3 separate regions of the Mus musculus genome follow, and all the other regions are linked to region 2. The links are chromatin contacts, called in public HiChIP or PLAC-seq maps. All regions are on one chromosome and are shown on one strand. The core of a region is the stretch at or near the end of the contact, and the rest is flanking DNA. Distances in the headings are between cores, read along the strand shown. Region 1 overlaps Kcnk13 (potassium channel, subfamily K, member 13). Region 2 overlaps Foxn3 (forkhead box N3). Region 3 overlaps Efcab11 (EF-hand calcium binding domain 11).

Region 1 (4,652 bases), core at 1,144-3,643, 770 kb after region 2:
GAGGGCCTCCTGAAGGAACTGGGCACTTGGTAACTTAGAACAAAACCTGTGTTTCCCTGATCTCTTGAGATGAGGGAGAACATGTGGATTGTGTGTGGCCATCTCTGGGTCACCTATGCTCTCTCCCTCTCGTGGTGGTGTGGCATTCAATTCTTTAATTAATATATCAATTTTTAAAACCAATAGTTTTCTTTTAAATTTTAAATGAGCTTTGAGTTAGAACACACAATGATGAGTGTATTTTGACATTTTCATGTATATGCATGTGTGTGTACATACACACACATGTATGTATGTGTGTATGTATGCTGCATCCCTCCCTCCTATCTCTTCTCCCTCCTCACTAGTTCCCTTATCCATGAAAGCAGTCTTCCTTCTGCTTTCATATCACATACACACACACACACGTATGTGTGTGTGTATGTATGTATGTATGTGTTTGTGTATGTATGTGTATGTAATTATTATAGTCTAGATGGTTTATGAGGAAAGTAAACAGTATTTTATCTTTCTTTTCTCTTATTACCCTCTCCTGTTCCCTATCCCCCCCAAACCTTTAAGCTACCTCCTCCCCTCCACAGTCTCCCTTGTATATTTATCTTAAATTAATATTATTTGAAAATGACAAATCACAATTGCATGGCATCTATGAAATGCAGTATGATACATATAGCCAGTGTGGATGGGTTGAACCAAGCTCACATATCTATCTATCACCTCACTTAACATCTTTGTTACAGATCTGTACTGGCTGGTTTTGTGTCCGTTTGACACAAGCTAACATCATCAGAGAGGAAAGAGCCTCAGTTGAGGAAATGCCTCCATGAGGTCCAGCTATAAGACATTTTCTCAATTAGTGATCAATCTGGGAGACCCCAGACCCTTGTGGGTGGTATCATCCCTGGACTAGCGGTCCTGGGTTCTATGAGCAAGCCATGATGAACAAGCCAGTAAGCATCATCCCTCCATAGCCTTAGCTCCTGCCTTTAGGTTCCTGTCTCATTTGAGTTCCTGTCCTGACTTCCTTCAGCGATGAACAGCAATGTGGAGGTATAAACTGAATAAACCGTTTTCTTCCCAACTTGCTTTTTGGTCACAGTGTTTTGTTGTAGCAATAGAAACCTCTAACTAAGGCAGGGTCTATCTGAAATCTTACTGTCAGTTATTCTGAATTATACGCCATCACTAGCCACGATCTCCATGCTTGCACTGATCTCAAGAGGTTCTTCTCTGGCTGATGCTTTGTCTGAGACCAGGGACTCCCCATATAGCTTCTCATCTTTGCTCACAAGCAGGATACACTTGAGCATCAGTGGACAGGCCGTTGTATAAGACAACATCCATGGCTGCTCTATCATAAGCTACAATCGCTTAAGACAACACATTTGTTCTCGCCATGGTCTAGAGGTTAGGAGCCCCAAACCAGTTTTCCTGAGCTAAAGTTAAGGGGTCGGCAGGACTGATTGTTTCTGAAGGGTCCTCTGTCTTTTTTGTGACTACTGTTGTTAGTGGTTTGAATGAGTGTGTCCCATAGGCTCAGATGTTTCAGTAAGTGGTTAACAGTACTGCCTGGGTAAGCTTAGGCTGTGTGGCTTTGCTGGAAGAAGTATGCCACTGGGGGCAGCAGCTCTTTGGTTATCCTCCAACCCTCAAATCTTCTTAGTTTTAGAATGGAACAAATAAAAACAAAACAACCATCTACACTGAGTAATTGCTTAAAGCAGTGTGGTCCTCAGCCTGTGGATTGTGAACCCTCTGGGGTTATCAAATGACACTTTCACAGGGGTTGCCTAAAACTACCAGAAAACACAGGTGTTTACATCGTGATTCATAGCAGCAGCAAAATTACAGTTCTAAAGTAGCAACAAAAATAGTCTTATGGTTGCGTGGGGGGTGGTGTCACCATAACATGAAAAACTGTATTAAAGGATTGCAGCATTAGGAAGGTTGAGAACCACTGGCTTAGAAAAGAAAAGCGCAATGCTATAGTATGTCAGAGTGACATGGGACCAAGAGAAAGACCTCCTAGTAGCCAAGGCTGGCATAATTCAAGCAACAAAATAAAATTATGTTGGATCATAGCCCAAATATAAAGTAAATATTGTGAATCCATACTGTTATTAATGATTCAATAAATAAATAAAGGAGCAGAAATAAATCTGACAGATTCCAAATACCTAAGTCCAGTTCAGTGGCTATAGCAAAATCCCTTAGACTGGTTAATCTATAAGCAACAGAAATGTATCGCCCATTGTTCTAAAGCCTGTGAAGTCCACACCAGCAGAGTCGTAGTCCAAGGAGAATCTGTTTCTCATGGATTGTACCTTCTGAGTGGCCTTGCACATTAGGAAGAAGGCACGCAGACTTCCTCAGGCATCTTTTGCAAAAGACACTGACTTCCTCTTTCATGGTTCTGTCCCATGACCTAGTCACCTCCTAAAGGCCATTATGCCAACACTTTGAGAATTAGGCTTTAAGATGGGAATTTTGGGGGATACAGACACTCAGATCATAGCCTTGCCCTTTGCATGGAGGGGGTGGATCATAAGCCACCTACTCCAGCTGTGGGCTCAGTGTGATGACTCCTTACTAAGGGTAGAGCATGGCCATGGTGAGGGGTTGGGTGCAGCTTCACAGAGGAGAAGCCATCCAAGAGTCACCTTGGCTTCACTCTGGTCCAGGCTTCATGATCCTCAGTGATATCATGTTGATAGAGCTCACCCGAGATATAAAATGACGAGAACATGTCTATCTCTGAGCCTCCTCCTGAAACCTGTAGCTCCAGTATTAATCATGAGCAGCCATGAATCAAATCTCAATGGACAGAAAGTCTGGAGAAACTGTCACACACCAGTAGAGTCTAAGACAACAGACTACAAAATGACATCCTGGACTGAGGAGATGGCTCTCAGTAAAGTCTTGCCTTGTAAGTATGAGGACCTGAGTTCAAATCCCAGACTCTATGGGGTGAGGAAAAACAGCTGGGTGTGATAGCATGAGTTTATAAACCTAGAGTAGGAGAGGCTGGCACAGGGGAATCCCTGAAGCTCACCCGACTGCCAGGCCTGCCTAATGGGGCAAGATCCAAGGCAACAAGAGACTCACAATCCTTCCTCAAAATTACATGGCCATAAATATTAGTAGTGACACTCAAGGTGACCGGCCTCTGGTCTCCACATATACACTGCATTCACACATACACACACACCACACACACACACACACACACACACACACACACCGCACACACACGGGTTAAAAATAAAATACAATGGGCTGGAGAGATGGCTCAGCAATTAAGAACACTAACTGCTTTTCCAGAGGTCCTGAGGTCAATTCCCAGCAACCACATGGTGGCTCACAACCATCTGTAATGGGATCTGATGCCCTCTTCTGGTGTGTCTGAAGACAGCTACTGTGTACTCATATATATTAAATAAATAAATAAATAAATAAGTAATGCGACACAGCATCCAGAATGGAATCCTGATACAGAGGAATGACACTGGGTAAAAGCAAAGAAAATCTGAATACAGTATGGAATTCAGTAGTACTTGACAGTGTTGGATCATTAATGGTAAGGAATATACTGTATTTGTGGACAATACTGAAGAAGGTAGAAAGTATATTGTAGGAGCCCACCCTGTGTTCTAGTTTGATATTTTTTCTGTGACTTTAAATATATTCTCCAATAAGCTCTTTTTTTTTCCAGCCAGACACAATAGTAAATGTCTGTGGCCCCAGTTTTATTTTGTTTTTTGGGTTTTTTTTGTGGGGGGAGCTCTATGGCAGAAAGACCATAAAAAACAAAACTAGGAAAGTCTTACAGATGTCTCTCCCAGAGATGTCTGTAGAATGTGGGGAGCCTTCTGCCTCTCCTGGATAGTATAAGGAGTTCTGTGTATCTGGAGCTAGGCCAGCACCAGAGCAGCCCTCTTTGCGTGTTCCTCTCAGAGCTGAGGAAATAACATTTGTCCTACTTGGGCACAGGTCTCTCTGCTCCACATGCCACACATGGCCATGGTACATTAAAGCTATCTAACGTCTGAGGGGACACTTTTCACAAAGTGCACCTGAAGCTGTGAATGTTTTCTGAAAATACAGAAAAACACATCATAGAAACCCAATGGAGTTGAGGTCAGTGAGGGCCTGGGCTAAGGGCTTGCCCATGGGCCTGTGGGAATCCAACCCTGGCCCATGCTTTAAAATAAGACGGCCATTTAGAATACCTTTCCACGTGAGACACAATTTCAAATCAATCTATACACGGAAGTTAAAACAGGTGCTGTCCCCCGCCGTCCCTAGAGGAAAAACAGTAACCAGGCATCTAATCTTCAACAATAGACTCAGCACAAATATTGAAGTCCTTCCTAAGGTGGGTAAGTAACCTGTCTTCAAAGAAAATTGATTCTTTCATTCTGAGGAAGATTTTGCAATTTTCCAAACAGCAATTTTCTTCTCATCCCAGAGAGAAGTCAATTGGTGGTTTACAAAAAAAAAAAAAAAAAAAAAAAAAAAAGTTAGACATTAAATCACCTGTGTATTTTGTTCTGGCTGTGCTCTTCATTCAAGCTAGGTCTCCTATGCCAGCTGCTGTCCTTGGAGTGGCTCTCATCTCTATCAAAGTCTCTCATCCTGTTCCCTGTCACCAT
Region 2 (4,291 bases), core at 68-2,567:
GAGACAGCTGGGGTGCAGTGTGAGATGGGGGTCCCTGCTATCCACAGCCTGCCTACAGCTTTACAGCTGGCTTCCAACAGCATCAAGCAGCCAAGCAGAGCATGGCTTTGCTCTAGTCTGCTCTGTCTTGCTTTTTGGAAGCCATGCGTAGTTTCTAAGGCCCTTCTCCTCTGGGTTTTTTCTCCCTTTTGCACTGCCAGCAAGCAGTGTGTCTCCCAGCACTACCAGGGTTTTTGGATTCCTTTGGGGCCTTCCTTGATTCCAGTTTAGATTACACAAAGTAGTAGTAGGGAATTTGTGCTCTGGAGTCAAGTGAGATGGGCTCAAATCCCAGCTCGGGCACTTACCAACGATGTTACCTTAGCTAGTCAACTTTTCTATGCCTCAGCCCTCCTATCTATGAAACGTGTGTCTGTGAGGACTGAGTGAGGCAAGAGGGTTCCTGGCACTCACAATAAGCAATATCTTGTCAGATCACAAGGACATAGCCACAGCACTGTCACCAAGTGTGCATGTGTGCACAGGCATACACACAGACACACACACAGAGACAAGGCAGACAGACAGACATATACAGACAGACACACAGCTTTCCCTCACAGCCTACTCTACTGATGGGTCAAGGAGTTTTATTCACAGGTTGAGAAAGGATGCACCCACTACTGACAAAGAAGGCAGGCTGGGACACCTGCCTTTGCAGCTGACCTGCCCAGCAACCTGACAACGATGGCTGCATTTGATGGATTTCCAAGCACATAATTTGAACAACAGGACAGATACCCCGGAGATCCAGCCCTGGGCAAACTCCCCGATAGTCACTCAAGAGCCCTGGAGGGAAGATGAGCCCAGGTTAGGTGATTCTGCAGGAAGACTCTTCACTCAGGTCTAAGCTCACAGAACACAGGCGTCAAAGATGGCCATCAGGTAGGGTAGCCACAACAGGGAAGAGAACCATGGAGAACTAATTACAGGGCTCCACAGAGGACCTGCTCAAGCTCTCGAGCTATGGGCTGGGGCCAGCAGCTTGACAAGAGTTTGAGGATCCATTAAACGCACGGCCTATTTTTACAATGGCAAGCAGCAAAAGCTATCAGTCCAAAACCCGCAACCAAGACAACCAATACAACCGGGTGTATAATGCAGGTGCCAGGGCGGCTGACATAGAGAAGAGGGGAGGGGGAATAAAAAAGGTGTAGCATGGATTTTTATTACCTGACGGTAAATACAGTAGCAACAATGATCATTCTGTTATAACGAGAGTTCCATGTCAGCCGAGCGGCTTAGAGAGCATTTCTTCCTTCCTTGCCGATGGTGTTCTATTGCTATGACAACCAATAACATTTTGCACGCCACGGAGCACTATATCATGTATCACCATGGCAGAAAGGGAAATGCCACACTGTACTTAAAAGCCACCTTCTCTCTCTCTCCCTTTTAAAGCCTGTTATCAGTCCGCATGCATTATTCACCACACCGCATTATATATAACCTTTGGTTATAGTCAGATTTGTGATATAGGTAGCGAAAGCCAGAGAGCCTCGCAAATCCCTTAACATTTTACAACAAATAATAGATAACCAAACTGTATTATTCTGGTTTTTCTTTAAGGCAGTTACAAAGAGCTTGCTTTTACCAACTTCCTCGTTGGATCAAAGGCCTTTGTCAGACTTCTGCAAATGTTTGCCTTGTTCAGCAAGAGCGTTCTGTGACACCCGGAGAGCAGAAAGTATTCCCTTTAAGAGAATACATAAACACTGCCTCGAGATGTCTACCTGCTTCACTTGAAACATTGAAACTGTGGACTTAACCATCACTATGGAAACCCATACCCAGGTGCTGGCTACTTGATGCTCTGTACTGAGGAGGCCACTTGGGAGCTGCCCTGAGCCTGCCTATTTGGGCCCTCGGTAGCTCTGGGCAGAGTCAACTAGAACTAGGTGTTTTCAGCTCACTTGAACATCTGCCAACCCTGTCTGGTCCCAGAGACAGGGAATATAAAAGAATCAGACAGGATATTCATGGAATTTCAAGGTCTTTGGACTCCAGTCAAGTGGCAGCCAGAGGGTATGGATACAGACTCCTGTGAATAGGTGCAGACTCCAGTAGTGTTTCCTTAAATCTAAGTATGTGGGCCACCTAAAACCCTCCTCTAGTTGAGCCTCACATAGAAAATGACCACAGAAGGGGGTTCGTTCCAGTAATTAGGAGAAGAGACACTTGACCAAGTTTAGGCTGACAGCCGCTGATCCAGAAGGTGGCTGGTCCAGAAAGGAGGGGTGGTGGTGGTGACAGTCTCCCCACAGGAGGAAGTGTCCTTCCCAAGGGAGCAAGCATCCTCCCCACACTGAGAAGACACAGGTGACTGCAGCCGATGTCCCCTTTAGTGTCAGACACTAATATTCTATGTTTTCCTTTCCTTTCTCTGCTTCTCATTTATTTATTTATTTATTTATTTTAAGAAAAAGAAGAAAAAGAACTGTTTCTTTTTATAACCTGTTATTTGATGGTAAAAGTTCTGCAGAAAGTATGTAAACTGTGCTGGCTATAGTGTTTCTGAAAGACAAAAACCCTAGGGCTTTATCTTTGCTTCTTTGCTGTTGGTTGTTTTGCTTTTGCTTTGCTATATTTGAGACAGGGTTTCTCTGTGTAGTCCTGGCTGTCCTGGAACTCACTCTGTAGACCAGGCTGGCCTCAAGCTCACTAATCCACCTGCTTTTGCCTCCAGAGTGCTGGAATTTTTATTATTTTTTATTGTTATTTTTATTTTGAATCAGAAATCCTTTTTTGTTTATAATTCTACTATTTACAGTATTTTGAGTGATCGCAATGGCTCTGATCAAGGCTCCTACTGAGAATTCACCTTCTTGTTCTATGGGGTCTCGTGCCTGGTGAGGGAATGCAGGGGCAAACAGAGAGAGGACCTGGGAAAGCCATGGAAGGTGATGCTAAATGTCTGGATACAGTGGCAAGCACCGTAGGTGTGCAGGGTACAGACCCTTCACTTCAGTCCCTGTACCAGACTCCTACTGCTTTTTGCATCTGCTCTACTCACTGTAGGCGCCTATGAAGGCAAAGGGCTGGTGTACATGAACCGATGTAGCCCAGGCTGGTTCCAAACTCACAATGCAGCAAAGGTTAAAAGGATAATCTCCAACATCTGCTTCTCCTGCCTCCTCCTCTGGATCACAGGTGTGCGCCATGATCCTCAGTTTATGTGGCACTAAGAACTGAACCCTGCAGGGTCTTAGTATACAGGAGACAAGCACTCTCCCAACTGAGCCGAATCCCCGATCTTTGTCCATCTTCTTACACTGCTTAGTGGATGGGGAATGTAGCAATCACAAGGCCTGAATTACCTGCCTGGTCCTCTCTGAATGCTCAGAGTTGCTCTCAGCTTATAAACACTTGGCATGCATGCATGTCTCCTGGCTGTTTGGGGCTTACATCAAGGGTGGGCCAGATGCTGGGGAGAAGGTTCCCAGTGACCCTTTACACATAGAAAGCCATGGAGAGCAGAGGGGAAGGACGTCCCCATGGGAGGGAGACTTATTTTAGTGGGGATGGGGTGGGTTGCAATGTAGAAACAGCAGAAACCTGTTTAAGAAGACCAAGTCTTTAGTTAGTGCCGGCTGCAGAACAGAATAGTCTTGAAATATTAGCTGAGTCTGTGGGCTACAGAATATACTTCATCTTGAACTTTAAGTCATAATTTCATGGAGGTCACTTACAGCCTAAGAAAGCTGAGCAGACCCTAAGGTGTGGCATATACTTATGAGCTTAATTAGATTTATAAGAATTGCTTGAGTGCTCTGGGAGACTTGTTTGTTGAGTCAGGCAATTGAGTACTTATAAATTTAATAAGTTCGATTTCCTTTACAAATGCCGCTTAAAATGTTTAAAGGAGTTTAATTAGCTAAGTTTGCAAATTAGACCAAACATTTGTAAAAAGGCCTCTTTAAAAGTGATTGTTAGAGACTGTTAGGCTTATAAATAAAATAATGGGATCCGTGAACAGCTCTTAAGAGCCTTAGGGGGAAAAAAAAGGCAAGGCTTTAGATTTTTAACTTCAATAAAAATTAATTTTAACGAGTAAATATCAGAATGTTGTTTTCTTCCCCAAATGGTTTTCTGCCCATACAGCACTTTTTTAAAATTTGAAGGTATTCAGTTTTCAGTAGCAATTTACAGATATACTTACATACCAGATCCTGTACTAGCCACCAAGAAATACAGATCTTGCCTCTTCCAAACTGGTAGGGAAGATTCAAACAGTAGCTATTATCCGGGAAAG
Region 3 (4,425 bases), core at 713-3,212, 550 kb after region 2:
GGGACATTGTGGAGCCTCCTGAATGACCCCACTATTCTCTCTAAAGCAACTCCTTTCCTGTCTATTTCCTCCCTGCCTGGCACAGGGTATTGAAATGTAGTGTCTTACTCATGCTAGGCCACTATTCCACCACCGAGCAATCTGCCCACCTTTCTTTACTTTGAGACAGCATGTCACTAAATTGTCCAGGCTGAACTTGAACTTCTAACCGTACTACCATAGCCTCGAAAGTAGGCTGGAACACAGGCCTGTACCACCTGATACCCATTTTCTTTAACATTTTACAAGGAGTCACATGACTGAAACTCTCAAGTCTGCTGCTGCTGGCAGTGTTAGGGGCATCCTTAGAACCCAGGGGGCCTTGGCCTATTCTTGCCTCCAGGATTTCTGTGATTCTGGAGGTAGATGGCACCCAAAAGCTCCAGGGCTGCACTCTGCCACTAAGCAGAGATGCCACATGCCCTACCTGGGACTACTGTTCAAATTATTAGGCACCCTTGCCCTAACCATCGACTTAGAGGTGTCTCACACTAGAGAGAACCCAGAAATTCTGGCCCTTGAGCAGAACAACACTCTTAACCCGGGTTGATGAGATTGTGAGTGGAGGCCTAGAGCTGCTGCAGGCACCGTGACAGCCTCGGGGGGAGTTGGTCCAAGATCACAGTGAGGCTAAGGCTGAAAGAAGGAAGCCCGGTGGAATTACAGCCAAAGCTAGTCTGGACGATTCAGCAGACAGAGCCAACAGACGCCTTTTCTCACTTAAGGTGAATAAAGTTAAACTGACCACATGTTATACTCAGGAAGGTGACAAGCTGGCTCAAAATTGCATCAAGTTCATATAGGTCACATTGGACAGAGCCACTTTTGAAAGCAGGTGTTGTTAGAGAATGACGGGTGAACCATCCAGTAGTCTGATGGGGACAGAGGCATGGAGAAAGGGAAGGGGCACCTAATTTGAAAAGGAAGGTTCTTCAAAATGTTATCCAGGCTACAATTCTGCCAGGCTGTTAGTAGACTTGAGTTTCAAAAGAGATGGAGTTTTCAATCATAGAAGTTCATTCGTGGTGTAAGTGATAATCAGAAATATATCTAAAATAGAACATACCCCAAATGGCATGGTGGGATAATGGCCCCTTCTGGTCTCCCTCAGATCTCAACCACCCGCACGAAGATCCTGTAGCTCTCAACCCCAGCTAATCCAATGGTCAGGGCCACACAGTATAAACCGTCTCTCTGGTTTAAGATTCTTAAGATCAAGTCCCACACGCTGGGGATAAAACCCTTGTGGTGGTCTAGGAGGCCTACAGGACAGCTGTGTCTGTCTTCTCAGGGTCTCCCTCCTGTAGACAGTATCTCCTCTTCCAAGTCTTCCTAGCAATTCCCTGAAGGCACAGGAGGGTGCTTCCCCCCAGAGTCTCACACACAACTCAAGTCTCTTGAGAAGCCTGCCCCAGGCTCAGTTCATTGTTCCCACTATTTCTCCAAGCCTTATCCAGGTCTCTGCTACACCACGGCACCCTAGAGAAGGCACACTGACCTCAGGTTCCCTGGTTTGCTCACTCACAATTGGCTCTGGAGGCTGGCAGGTAGAGACCACCCATAATGATTCTCACCCCAGGTCAATTTTCCCCCTGGGCTGTGAACTTAAGTGTGAAGTGGGGAATCTGATCTACTTGCTTTCATCACCAATTTGTGGGGTTGAATTGCTCAACAATCCCTAGAATTTTCCTCTATTTGGTTCCTTGCCTCAGCCTTCTCCTTCAGGCCAGCACCTGTGTCTTTGACAGACAATGTCTCCCTTACCTTTGATGCTCTGTGACTTATGTAGAACTCAGGGCAATACCCAGTCCTCTAGAGGCCTCCCCACTACCGGGAGTCCAGACTGCTGCCAGCACAATGATGCTGCCATGGGGCATTTTCTGAGACCTAAAGGGCCATAAACAACACAAAGGAGGAAGTGGTGACTGGCAGAGCTGGCTGGGGACTCTCAAGGCAGCAGGCTCCCTGTCAGTGTTTTCGGCCAACAGCTCTGTGACTGTGGCTTCTAAAGAACTTCCCCTGCATGGCCTGGTTTGTTTTGAGATGGGATCTCACTATCTGGCCCGAGCTGGCTCCAAACTTGTGATCTGTGCCTCGTTCACATTATTCTTTGATTCTCTCTGTGCTTGCATGACTCAATAAGCACATGATTAAGCATTTTATTTAAATAATGCACATGTCTCTGGTAGAACCTGAGGAACTGTTTATTTATGTGTTTGTATGAAACAGTTAAATCAAAATACTAACATTGAGACTAGCTCCACTGAGGAACGAGAGCCTGGACAGGTTGGAGAAAGGGAAGAAGTGGCAGGTATCTTCAATGATGCTCTGTAATTCTAGGGACCTCTGAGGGAGGAGGACACCCCACCCCCTAAGGCTGATCCTGGTTCAGAAAAGCAGAGAAAAGTGTCCTGTTCCACCCCCCCCATTCTTTCTTTAACACTGTTAGAATCCACAGGTTTAAAGTTAGTCACACAAAGGCTTAAAAGTTGTCCCGTGGACTAGCCTGGGAAGGAACTTAAGCTACCACTTAGAGTCAACCTCCCAAACATCCAGAAAGCAACCCATTCTTCGCTAGAGGTTCTACTTCCTTTGTTTCTACCAAGTGGGAAAAATTTGAACCAGCCTGTAGTAAGCGTGCTATAGCATTTATAAGCGTACCTCAAGATAAACCAGGCCACACAGTTAAAGCCACACTCCTGAACAAGCTGGAGCTGGGAGCTCCCCCAGCTCACCCCAGCACTGAGTGAGCTGCCAGCCTGGGGCATCCGGGGAGGCTGGGTCCTGTCACCCTCCACGGCACCTCCTTGTTCCAAGTGTTCACATGAAAGTTGACATTTGCTTATTTTTTTCTGTAGCCAAGGAAAGGCGAACCTGCAAGCCAGGGCTAACTACTCTTCGTCCCCAGCCTTTGAAGCCCATTTCATTTAAGTAATTGGCTTCCCTCACAGGGACCAATTAGAAACCAGGAGGAAAACGGGATTCAGACCTTTCACTAGCCTCTCCGAGACTGAAACCCGGATAGAGCCTGGCTGCTTCTTTACAGAAACAAACATGTGCACATTAGGTCTCATTAAGTCATATGCTAAGGAGATGTAAATATGACCAGTGACATTAAAATATCTCCACGGTCCCTTCCCTCACTGCCACGCTTCGGAGTGTTCAATTCAGCTTGGCGAGGAATATGACCCACCAGACACCAGAGATTCCACTTTGCTTGGAGGGAAGCAATGGAATATAGTCTTTAAAAAGGGTAGCCAGGAAGATCCAAGTGGCTGCCAGAGTGGTCCCCTCCTGCCGTTTTACTCTCTAACTTCTCGTCACTACTGTGACTTCCATGAGGCTTGCATTATACTCCTAGGGTTAAATGGCCTGGGCCTGGCATGGTTAAAAGCATGAGTTTTAGCATCTAAGTCTGTGCGCTGTCTAAGAGACCATGAAGAGTCACTCCAGCGCTCTCTGAGTCCCTGCCTCTTCAACACACATGGGGGCGGTGGTAACGGCCATGACCAGGTGCTGCAAAGAGTAGGTAAAACTCAGAGAACATCTTATCTAGTATGTTGTATGACAACATCATGGTAGGACAATTCACGGAGAACCTAGTGCCTTTACTTGCAAGGCCAGCCTTGCGGAGCAGCAAGCAATCACCCCTGTGCTGCTTAAATAGAAATGATCCTCACAGGCCCATAGAGAGTGACACTGTTAGGAGGCGAGGCCTTGTTGGAGCAGGTGTGGATTTGTTGGAGGAGCTGTGTCAGTAGGGATGGGCTTTGAGGTCTCAGATGCTCAAGCCATAGCCAGCGTGGCAATCTCTTCCTGCTGCCTAAGGATCCAGGGGTAAAACTCTCCTTCTCCAGCACCATGTCTGCCTGCATGCGCCATGCGTTCTACCATGATGATTATGGACTAAACCTCTGAAACTGTAAGCCAGTCCCAATTAAATGTTTTTCTTTATAGGAGTTGCTGTGGTCATGGTGTCTCTTCACAGCAGTGAAAACCCTAAATAAGTGATGCCGGTGGAGAGCTCCCGTGGGCCTTTTAACTAATCGGTCAGCAATCTGTAACTATTCTCAGGGGCCACAGGAAGCTCACATTGTTCAGGAGCTTGAGGAGCTCTGTGGATTAGATGGCAGATAAAACTGTGTGTCAGTCTTCCACTGCTCTAATGAAATGTCCGTGAAAGCTGACTTAAAGGGAGGTCTCAGGAAGTCTCGGGCCATGGTTGCTTAGGATATGCCAGCTGTAGGCCTGGGCTAGCCCAGCACTGTGGCAATGCATGTGGAGTGTGGGGAGAGGAGGCTGTCCACCTCAGGGCAGTTGAGAAGCCAGGAGAAAAGGAGGGAGGGCAGGAAGAAGAGAGGGAAAACGGCACAAGGCAGCAACTGT

What was found. HiChIP or PLAC-seq counts read pairs in DNA pulled down with a chosen protein or histone mark.
Region 1: a contact with region 2 is called in an H3K27ac HiChIP or PLAC-seq map of microglia, with 5 times the contacts expected there. The contact joins two enhancer-like sites. A contact is called at or near these places in 1 of 115 datasets of contacts at active chromatin or transcription factors (microglia) and 1 of 9 other capture datasets (embryonic stem cells).
Region 3: an H3K27ac HiChIP or PLAC-seq map of microglia shows a contact between it and region 2, with 12 times the contacts expected there. The contact joins two enhancer-like sites. A contact is called at or near these places in 2 of 484 Hi-C or Micro-C datasets (bone marrow-derived macrophages and pre-B cells) and 2 of 115 datasets of contacts at active chromatin or transcription factors (bone marrow-derived macrophages and microglia).

Annotation. Positions count from the first base shown.
Region 1 is chr12:100,010,653-100,015,304 of GRCm38.p6, forward strand. The region is part of intron 2 of Kcnk13 (potassium channel, subfamily K, member 13); the gene reads left to right. Among named protein-coding and RNA genes, the nearest start is that of Gm51957, 44 kb to the right of the region's middle. Within about 2 kb of position 2,394, at least 14 of the 459 cell types and tissues checked have an H3K27ac peak or open chromatin away from gene starts, as enhancers often do. A contact at or near this core is called in microglia, where this site is marked.
Region 2 is chr12:99,238,569-99,242,859 of GRCm38.p6, forward strand. The region is part of intron 4 of Foxn3 (forkhead box N3); the gene reads right to left. Among named protein-coding and RNA genes, the nearest start is that of 4930474N09Rik, 78 kb to the left of the region's middle. Within about 2 kb of position 1,318, at least 64 of the 459 cell types and tissues checked have an H3K27ac peak or open chromatin away from gene starts, as enhancers often do. A contact at or near this core is called in bone marrow-derived macrophages and microglia, where this site is marked.
Region 3 is chr12:99,787,794-99,792,218 of GRCm38.p6, forward strand. All of the region lies in intron 5 of Efcab11 (EF-hand calcium binding domain 11), which reads right to left. Among named protein-coding and RNA genes, the nearest start is that of Efcab11, 93 kb to the right of the region's middle. Within about 2 kb of position 1,963, at least 98 of the 459 cell types and tissues checked have an H3K27ac peak or open chromatin away from gene starts, as enhancers often do. A contact at or near this core is called in bone marrow-derived macrophages and microglia, where this site is marked.